Regions from separate parts of the Mus musculus genome. Here regions 1 and 2 are each linked to region 3. Evidence: chromatin contacts called from public HiChIP or PLAC-seq and Micro-C data. All regions are on one chromosome and are shown on one strand. The core of a region is the stretch at or near the end of the contact, and the rest is flanking DNA. Distances in the headings are between cores, read along the strand shown. Region 1 overlaps G630018N14Rik (a long non-coding RNA gene). Region 2 has its middle 76 kb from the start of 4930401O12Rik. Region 3 has its middle 33 kb from the start of 4930401O12Rik.

Region 1 (3,439 bases), core at 244-2,743, 130 kb after region 3:
CCATCCCCCACCCTCCACCCTACAGTTTATTTCTGGAGTTTTTCATTTAGTATTTTCATACTGCTAGCTTCTCACTTGACATCTTCCTGAGACAGAGACATGTGGCTCCTCCATCTAGGGTAAGGTTCCTGGTACCGTCTCTGCTCCTTTATCCAATACCATGCCCCACTCAGGCTCCTCTACATCCTTTCAAAAGTCAATCTGAAGCCCCCACTGTGTCACTTCTTATATGTCTTCCTTTACCTCCAAGCCTATGCCCATGCTCAGGTGGGCTCACTCCACCTATGCCGTGCCCAACTTAGCTGTTATCCACTAACAAGCAATGCCTATGAACTTGTCCCTTTTCACATAAACGTCTCAGCACATCCCTCTGGGCATAGGTATGAATACTCCACATGACTGTTGTGGTCGTAAGTCAAGAACCATGCCCCATAGAGCCATTGTCTCAAGAACCCACCATTTTCCCCTAAAAAGATCATATTGTATATGAGTTTAGGTGTTCTTAGGCAACATGTTAATTTCTCTCACTTTGGCAACATTTTTTTTTCTGTTGGCATGTAATAGTGAAAACTATAAAAATTATTTTTTCAAAAAGGTACCTGCCCCAACGGCCCACCCTTTATCCTCCCTTGTCTTTTGGCAACGATGTTGCCTGGTACCCTTGCCATCTGCTACATTGAACTGGTCTTAAGTTGCTGGTACAGTGGCAGTGGCTGACCAGGTATGTTAGTCGGTGCTCAGTTCTCATTCTCTAGGTTCTCCCACTGGTGTTTGATGAGGCTGGTTACCTGCTTCTTAGAATTCCTGATCTTGTGTTACATACACATAAATGAGCCTGTATATGTGCTCACAGAAACATAACATGACACCCTTGTTACATACCTGTTTACAGTAAGATCTCTTTCTGCAAATAGAGCCACACATGAACTGAGTCTGGGGTGATTGAAGTCATTTAAATTCACCTCATGGACTCCGGGAACCCCAGACTTCTAGACTAAATAAAATCACAGCACAGGATCTTTAAGGGACACACCCCTCTTCTGAGATTTTGATAATGTCGGGTATGGTCCTCACGATCTAGTTAACCACAGCCTCCTACCTGACTGCATGACTGTAGTCAATACTGGACCGTGGCTCAAGAGAACATGCTCCATTCTAGGAACCTGAAGCTTGGAATTTCTTGGTCACTACAAACAAATATTCACTTTTTCAGTCCTGTCAAGGGGCCAGCTAGCTAACACTTATGAAAGATCTTCAGTGTATGTGACCTCAAGATAAAGAACATGAACGTTGGTTAATTTACTTAAATATACCCTTTGATTCACAAAGAAATAATAAGAATATCTTTTTTAGCCATTTCCTAAGACTGATATCTGACCAACTGGCTTCCTGGTGCACACACATCAATAGGCACAAGATGAGATGTCTATGAAGAACCCTGGACAGAAGGAGTGTCCTCAGCTCTGCAATTCAGGATGACTCAACAGAATAGATAGCAAACATACAGAGGGTGTAGAAATGAGACGCTTTGCTGAGAATGCATAGATTGGGGCAAGTCACTACATAAGCAAGGAGCTGTGAGTAAATATGACTCGCATGCTGACCTCTGACCTCTGGCTGCTATTAGAGTGGGCCATAAGAGCTGAACATCCAAGAACTGCATTTAGGTCTCCCCTCTCCTCTTTGCTCCTTCCTTCCTTCCTTCCTTCCTTCCTTCCTTCCTTCCTTCCCTCCCCCTCCCTCTCCCCATCCCTCTCCCCGCACCAGGTGTGTGTGTGTGTTGAAGCAAGTTCACCTCTATATTTTGTGATTTCTGTGCCTTTTTGTTTTCTCTGTTCTTCTGCCTCAATGGATGTAGAATGAAACCCTTACCAGAGACCAAGCAGACGCTAGCACATTTTGGCTGTTCTTGGACCTTCCAACTTCCAGAACCTAAAGCCAAAACCAACTCATTTTTCTTGAGAATTACTCAGTCTCTCAGGTGCTCCATTATAGGAACCAAAGGACTAAGAATACGGTCTACAAAGGAATGCCACAAAATGGACCGCGGCCAGTGTGAAGCCAGAGATGAGGGACTTGGATTTGGGGTGGAGGGAATCAGCTACTTCCAGCATGTCTCCTTCCTCCTGCTCTTGTCCCAGCCCCTGGACCACAGCTTCCCTGAGTATCTCTAGGAACACTTCCTTTTACTGTGGGCTGGTGGAGTTTAACCCTGAAAACCAAACAAACTCTGTCCAAGACAAGCATTGAATTTGTCTTGGCAGGTACCCTATAGATGAGGCGTGTGAATGTTGGTTAATTTGTTTAAATCCACCCTTCTGTTCCCAAAGCCTGTGAGTCCCCTCTTTAGCACTTTCCCAAGGCAGCTGTGCAACTGAGTGCCTTCCTGGTGCACTCCTGTCAACACTAGGAAGAAAAGGTGTGTGCCCAGAGCATGGAGAAAGATGATGTGAGCCTTCAGGACCATTCAGCTCCCAGACTCATGATGATATAAAATGGCAAAGGTGATGTAAACATGGTGTGGCTATCAAATTCCTTCTCTGCCAAAGGCAGCATCTGGTCAGATAACCACTGGGAGTTAGGATTCATCAGCTCTCTCCTTTTTCCATCATCTCTGATTCAGGTAAAGGTAATCTATTTGTCAATTTGTGAAACACTTTAAAGATATACTTGTGAGCTTGGGTGGATTCTCCACAGATGAAAAGATTCTGTTTTCTCTTGTTCTTCTATAGTTGAGAAGGCTGGAGTTTGGATTTGTGGAGAATGTACTACATGGTCCAGAGAGTCCTAAGGCAATAGACTTAGAGGCAGTGGGGAGGAAGTTATGATGAAGGGCTCAGCCACCTGGTATAGGACAGGGCTCCGGCTATCCCTGTCACCCTTGCTCTCAGAGCTACTGGGTACATGGGGAAAACTGAATTACAGGCTTCCTCGGAGCTGTGTACCCATTGCACTGGTCAAGCCTGATCCAGAAAGGCTCACATCAAAGCATGTGAGAGTACACTGAACTCTGTTTTCTAGTACTTTCTTCTTTGAGACTACACCTGTATTTGAGTTGAGTTCACAGGAGTGGTAGGATAGGCCAGCCTACCTGGAGTCTGATGAATGTTTCAACAAGAACTATGCCCTTGACCAACTTCCAGCTTCTCAGACAGTTGACTCTTCCTCCAATTTCCCATTCCTCGGAGATCCTGTGTTTACAGGCAAGCATAGCTGCAGGTTGATCAACACCGCAGAAGTACCTATATAGAAAGTAAACAATAACAAGTCACAAACACCTCTTAGCCCTAGGTGCACACTTCATTCCGATATTACTGAGAACTCTAGAAGGGAAAAGCCATTCGTGTCCCCCTTGCCTTCAAAGGAGAAGAAGCTCAATCAAGAAGTAGATTATTAGCTTGTCTGTAGCGAGGACGTACAATGAAGCAACCAGATAAGA
Region 2 (3,366 bases), core at 699-3,198, 110 kb after region 3:
ACATTTGTATTGATCTCTGTGTGGAGCCCCGCCTTTAATTCTGAAGATTCAACAAAGAGCAAACCAGATTGCACACAGCTTCCACACTGCTAAAGGCCAACTCCCCGATTTAAATTAAATGACAACTCTGGGACTCAGTTTCCAGAAATTTGTATTTAGGAGTTATAGCTCAGGCCAAGGCTCTATCTATATTTTTTATTAGAAATTTTCTTTATATACATTTCAAATGCTATCCCGAAAATTCCCTATACCCTCCCCCCGCCCTGCTCCCCTACCCACCCACACCCACTTCTTGGCCCTGGCATTCCCCTGTACTGGGGCATATAAAGTTTGCAATACCAAGGGGCCTCTCTTCCCAATTATGGCCGACTAGGCCATCTTCTGCTATATATGCAGCTAGAGACACGAGCTCTGGGGGTACTGGTTAGTTCATGTTGCTGTTCCACCTATAGGGTTGCAGACCCCTTCAGCTCCTTGGGTGCTTTCTCTAGCTTCTCCATTGGGGGCCCTGTGTTCCATCTTATAGATGACTGTGAGCATCCACTTCTGTATTTGTCAGGCACTGGCATAACCTCAAATGAGACAGCTATACCAGGGTCCTTTTAGCAAAATCTTGCTGGCATATGCAATAGTGTCTGGGTTTGGTGGCTGATTATGGGATGGATCCCCAGGTAGTCTCTGGATAGTCCATCCTTTCATCTTAGCTCCAAACTTTGTCTCTGTAACTTCTTTCATGGGTATTTTGTTCCCTATTCTAAGGAGGAATGAAGTATCCACCTGTTGGTCTTTCCTCTTCTTGATTTTCTTGTGTTTTGCAAATTGTATCTTGGGTAGTCTAAATTTCTGGGCCAATATCCACTTATCAGTGAGTACATATCTAATGACTTCTTTTGTGATTGGGTTACCTCACTAAGGATGATATCCTCCAGATACATACATTTGTCCAAGATTTCAGAAATTCATTGTTTTTAATAGCTGAGTAGTACTCCATTGTGTAAATGTACCACATTTTCTGTATCCATTCCTCTGTTGAGGGACATCTGGGTTCTTTCTAGCTTCTGGTTATTATAAATAAGGCTGTGCAGACTGCAGAGGCAATGGCTCTATCTGTTTTAATGTTCTTCATGTAAGCATTATATGCAGCCAGGATTGAGTAAAAATCACCAATAAAGGAGGTTGTCTTTCTAGTTCTTCATTCCCTTCTGGAGGGACCAAGGGCACTCCTGAGACTCAGGAAGCTCATGAAAATTACAGGACTCATCAGACCATGTTCCCAGGTTACATGATTAGTGAGTACTTTCTAGGAGAAGGAGGTCTCTTCGATGTAACTGCCTACAAGTTGTACAAGGAGCTCCAGAGTTTCACAAGTAACCACTCGTGCTGGGGAGACCTTTTGGTGATAAAGCTGCTCAAGGTTCTCCTGTGCTTTACCCATGCTCTTACAAGTGACCCTGATATCCATTGGTTTGCCATGCTAGTCCTGAGTGACAGAGAGAACTAAGATGCCAGAGCCAAAATATGGAGAGACTATGGAAGATTCTTCATAGGAACAAGACAGATGAGGTGTGTTGGCTCTTAGAGGCATCATAGAGGAGGGATTCTAGGAGTAGAACCTAAGAGAAGGATCCAGAAAGGCACAGGGAAGCATCTCTTTGGGCTAAACAGGCAAGGTGGACACGGGCGGGCAGAGGAAGGAACAAGCATGCAGGGAACTGTAAAGAAGCCAAGCTGGAACTCTATAACTGCATAAATTTAGAGGACGGGAAGGAGAAAATGAAATGTGTGCAAGGCTTGGCCTGCAGGAATGCTGTTCCAAGGGGAGGATGCCTCCGTTGTTTGCATTTTCAGGGTTTTTGCATTCCGTGGGCTCTCCGGGGCTCACACTGACCATAGTTACACACAGAGCCTCACATGACCACAGCTGTGCTAAACGGCTTAGGTACGTGGTAGGCTAAGCCTCCTGGGTGTGTGCTTGTGTTCCTCGTGATGCTCAGAGCTAATGATTGCTTTCCTAGACCGTGTCTCTTGATAAGTGACTCCTTGACTGATAACTGAGCTCTATGGACTTTACTCTCTCTGCAGAATGTCTGCTCTTAGTATCTCTTGACCGTTCCTAGCTGTTGTGGAAGAGGTCCCTGACATCCTCCCTCTTCTTACCCACATCTGGCTCAGGCTTAAGAAAGGGTGGCTTAAACAACAAGCATGTCTTTCCTCAGTGCTGGAGGGTGGAAGTCAGAGGCTAAGACATGGAGTCTCTCTCCTTGCCTTGCAAGTGGCATCTCCCTGGTTCCCACCCGGCCTTATGTCAGTCCTGTGCCATATCCTAACATCATCTTCCAAGGATATCATTGATATTAGATGAACACATACCTAAGTGAACCCACTTTAGTGTAATAACCCCTTGAGGACAACAATATCTAACATAGTCACATTCTTAGGTACCGAAGGTAATGCATTCAACATGAATTTTTTGGTAGGGACACAATTCAGCCATAACAAGGCCTGGGTTATAAGAGTTTTGGAAAGCAACACTTCAGCAGAGTCCACTATGGGGGTGGGAGTGGGGGTGGGGGTGGGGGTGGGGAGGCAACACTGACAGGTGAGCCAGTAGTGTTTACACCAATAGTTCAGTAGCTACCAGGCCTCCTGAGTAGAAGGACCTGTGCACTCACTGGTCCTTTATGTCAGCCACACCCTCTTCTCCCATACACCCTTGGCCACTGAGCTTTGGATTTCAAGTCATAAACAGTTAACTCATCTTCAGTCTCCAGCCCCCCTTTCTACAAGGCTGGACATTGAAGCCCAATGGGCTTCACTGCCTGTCCTCCCTAAGGGTGAAGTTATTTCCAGAAACCCTCCAGCCTGCATCCTCCCTGTGCAGCTGATGAGATGGTGCAAGCGCTCAGTGGTGGTAAGTGCTACTGCTCAGGCTGAATCCGGCTTCTTTCTTCATGCTACTGTGAAATGTATCTTCTTGGGTTCTAAGATTTTTGAAGTCTATGACATAACATCAAGGTTTCCTCTAGACTTCTTTCACAGTGCCTTTGCTACTTCTGCTTTCTAACTTACTTTCATAGCTGCTGGAATTCTACTGAAGTTTTACAGGAAGATGGAGGTAAATAGAGCGAGCCCTTAGCATTGATGTAGCCTCTGTCTAGCCATGTATTGTCTATAAACACAACCATCAACATAGCAATAGCCACTGATGCAGTCACTACCATAGGTATGAATTCCCCACAGCCATAGACATGAACATAGTCACCACAGTAGCCATAAGCACAGAAGTAACCAGAAGATACACCATAGACATAGACATAAACACGGGTATAGACATAGATACAGCCATCATCATAGCCATTGCCATTG
Region 3 (3,195 bases), core at 473-2,972:
ATAAGGAGATAATAGTTTTTCCTCTCATGAATTAGTAAAGAAAGGCTTCTTGTATCAGGAAGGGAAACAGAATTCTTACCCTTCAGGATTACTTCACAAAAGCTGGCAAATCAAAACTCCCTGGGCAATGCTGGGAATTGCACTGCAAGGTAAACAAAGATCTAACACATACCCCCTGCTGCTGGAAATGAATTCTTTCAGAAGGAAACAGACTATGCCCGTCACAATGACATCAGCTTATTGTAACCTTCCCTCGGTGTAGACAAAATAACCCATAGGCCTCTCAGATCTGCCCGTGAGTCACCTTTTCTGTACCCAGTGACTTCCTTCAGGACATCACACAGCGCTGCCTTTGAATGGTGCCTTTCAAATAGATTGTCCCCTAACTTTAGGTTCATGGGAGTGTCTCCCTGATGGGCAGCGACTGGTGGGTAGGGAACACCTGCAGTTCCCTGTGCTACCCTAGGGGTGGGGTCCAGGCCTCTGGTCTATACAAACATATGATTGTATCTATGATCTTTCTGGATATTCTTACAGTTCTTTGAAAATCTCATGTATTTCTCCTACTGATTCTACTTTTTACATATTCTTGTGGAGTCTTCAAATGGGGTTCTTATGGCATGGAGAGCATCAGCGTGTTTGTTGGATCTATCCTTCATGAGCTGCTTGCCAGGCAGACAGGACCTTGAAGCAAGGAGTTCTCTGTGGCACAAAAGACTTTGCTGTTAGACCCAGAGTTAGGCAAGTAAGCTTGCTCCCTGGATTAGAAAATGCAGAACATTTAGCTTGCTCTGTGCGCAGCACTCATTACAAGAAACTCCCCAACTGGAGTTTTTGAAACTAGAAATTAGCATCACTAAGATGACACAAATGGAAAATTCCATACTTTACCTCAAGTGATAGATGACTGTCAGACACGGGCACATTGGAAATGTTATATAAATTACCTCGGGCTGTGACACATGAATGAATTTCATATTGAAAGATGGGTCCCAACTCTGATATCTAACAACACAAGCCCTAACTCTAAGAGTGCAGGGTGGTCCTATATGATGAGTCCCTGAGGCAACCTGCATATGATTGGTACTTGATGCTGTTTGTTAAGTGAATGCATGACAAAATAAGTACATCTTTATTAAACTCAGTATAAGGGACTCACAGTCAGACAGGGTAGACTATTAGCTGCTCTGTAGTTCTGAGTTTAGAAGAAGGAAGTTTGGATCTAGACTGGTTCAGCTACTTGTTTCTATTCCATGAGATGTTAAGGTGAGACACACTATTTTCTCTAGCTTGTTCACTGACCAACAATGCCCATTACTCCCTAGTGAATACACCAGTATACACTGTGCTGTGCAAAAGGACTGAACTTAGTGCTAGTTCTACTAGCACTAAGAGGTGGGGAAATTCCACTCAAAGATGCAGCCGCCTTCCTTCTCAGGAACGGTTCTTTCCATCCACCCGTGCCCAGTCTGGGCAAGAAATACCTGCTGGGCAGTGTTCCATGCATAGATATTCTTCACTCTCAGCCCTTTGGGAAAAGAAGCCCCATTTCTTTTTCTTTTTCTTTTTTTTTTTTGAAGCCCCATTTCTAAGGCAGCTTTCTGGGCTCCAGGGAGGCCGGCGGCTTCTGGTTTCTTGAGTGGATTTGAGAGCACAGCATCTGGCAGGCCACAAGAGGACAGCAGTGTCTTGAGCTCTGGCTGCTGCTCCCTCCTCTGGCTTCTCTCCAGGAACAGAGAGAGACCTGGGTGACTTAAGACTTGGTTTCATCACTTTACTCCAGCCTAGGAATGGGGAGAGATTTTTACTGATGAACGAGTTGGAAAAAAACCAGGCGGTTTCTGCATGCCAAGTTGTTATTTTCCCTTTCTTCCAGACTGCTCTGACGTAGTTATCTCTGATATCACAGAGCCTCACTGGGGACCTAAAGGGAAGAAGCAGGCTCTACTATCTCAGAGCCTGTCTTGCTGGAAATGGGGTGATTTTTAAGACTCTTACTTTTAATGTGTTTCAGACTGCAGAGTTGTCACCTCCATGTTATAAGCTACCCCAACCTCTTTAATTCACTAAGCTCATGAAACTTTGGTTTACCCCCTCCCCTTAGATATTTTATTTGTAAAACATTTCCTGAACGCCTGATTGGAATGTGTATCATAACCGGGGAACAGAAATATAAACAAGTATCCTCTGGGTTGAAACATAGGTGAGAAGGAAACATGTGAACCAATAAATAATAATTCAATTTTTTAGCATCTAATTTCATGTCACTCAGACAGGCAAGGACTAAGCTGGGGCTTCAAAGTAGAACCCAAGTGCGGGCCACTCTAGGACTCACTACAAGTTTTCCTTATGGAAAAAAAAAGTTGTAATAGGCTCTCACTTCATAGACCTGTTCTTCAGTAAGTATATTCAATAGCTCATGGAATGTTTGCATGAGTTGGGAACTGCGTAAACTCCTTTCTATGCGTGGGACCCTTCTGTCCACTCTGATTCAAATATTTACTCTAATTAGGAAAGATTAAATCTATTTTTTATTTTTATTTTTTTAGCTGATGAATGTACTGGAAAAACCCCAGGACAGTTTCTACATGTTTTCTTATTCTCCCAGCTTCTGTTATCGCTGTGTTCTCTGTTACTGCAGAGCTTTACTGAGAGTAGTGGCCTGGTTCCTGTTCCCCACCGAGGCTCCTCCTAGGACCAGAGGGACCATCTAGCTTCCTAAGTAAGAGCACATAGATACTTGGGAAACAGATACAGTTTGAGAAAACAAACTAAGTCACCTGAAACCTCACAACTAGGCTGTAGATCCCAAAGCCAGAATATTGGTCCTGATGCTCAATGCCATGACTTTCCCCCACCATCAGACTCTTGTATGGCTTCCTGCATTTCCATCTGGACAATCTTGGACCCACGGGTCCACTTCGTCTGTGCTTTTCCTAGGCCAGACTCTGGAAACTTTCAACAGTGAAACCTTAGGAAGCCACACAATCAGGAAGCCACATAGTAGCTTCAGGGATATGGGAGGATGGGAGCATTGTCAGCCTCTGGATCTACAGCTCTGAATGAATCAAAGCCCTTTCACCAGCTTATCAATGGCCGTGGCTCCTTTGGCTCCACAACAGCTCTTATCACACAGGCTACTCTAAACAAAGCCAGAGTCTGCATTGCTGGTTGCAATAGTATTGTGCCTAGTCA

Evidence for each region. A called contact is a pair of places that touch in the nucleus more often than the background predicts. HiChIP or PLAC-seq counts read pairs in DNA pulled down with a chosen protein or histone mark.
Region 1: a contact with region 3 is called in a Micro-C map of the HL-1 cell line, with 3 times the contacts expected there. The contact joins two enhancer-like sites. A contact is called at or near these places in 20 of 484 Hi-C or Micro-C datasets (the AML12 cell line, the G1E-ER4 cell line, the HL-1 cell line and 12 more) and 2 of 115 datasets of contacts at active chromatin or transcription factors (bone marrow-derived dendritic cells and pancreatic cancer cells).
Region 2: a contact with region 3 is called in an H3K27ac HiChIP or PLAC-seq map of extraembryonic endoderm stem cells, with 4 times the contacts expected there. The contact joins two enhancer-like sites. A contact is called at or near these places in 4 of 484 Hi-C or Micro-C datasets (the G1E-ER4 cell line, cerebral cortex, extraembryonic endoderm stem cells and 1 more) and 3 of 115 datasets of contacts at active chromatin or transcription factors (extraembryonic endoderm stem cells, neural progenitor cells and pancreatic cancer cells).

What each region holds. Positions count from the first base shown.
Region 1 is chr13:31,333,603-31,337,041 of GRCm38.p6, forward strand. G630018N14Rik (a long non-coding RNA gene) reads right to left here. Exons shown (of 10, transcript XR_003950526.1): 9 at 3,092-3,242. Among named protein-coding and RNA genes, the nearest start is that of G630018N14Rik, 74 kb to the right of the region's middle. Within about 2 kb of position 1,494, at least 6 of the 459 cell types and tissues checked have an H3K27ac peak or open chromatin away from gene starts, as enhancers often do. A contact at or near this core is called in the HL-1 cell line, where this site is marked.
Region 2 is chr13:31,315,298-31,318,663 of GRCm38.p6, forward strand. No RefSeq gene overlaps it. Among named protein-coding and RNA genes, the nearest start is that of 4930401O12Rik, 76 kb to the left of the region's middle. Within about 2 kb of position 1,949, at least 5 of the 459 cell types and tissues checked have an H3K27ac peak or open chromatin away from gene starts, as enhancers often do. A contact at or near this core is called in extraembryonic endoderm stem cells, where this site is marked.
Region 3 is chr13:31,206,184-31,209,378 of GRCm38.p6, forward strand. No RefSeq gene overlaps it. Among named protein-coding and RNA genes, the nearest start is that of 4930401O12Rik, 33 kb to the right of the region's middle. Within about 2 kb of position 1,723, at least 23 of the 459 cell types and tissues checked have an H3K27ac peak or open chromatin away from gene starts, as enhancers often do. A contact at or near this core is called in the HL-1 cell line and extraembryonic endoderm stem cells, where this site is marked.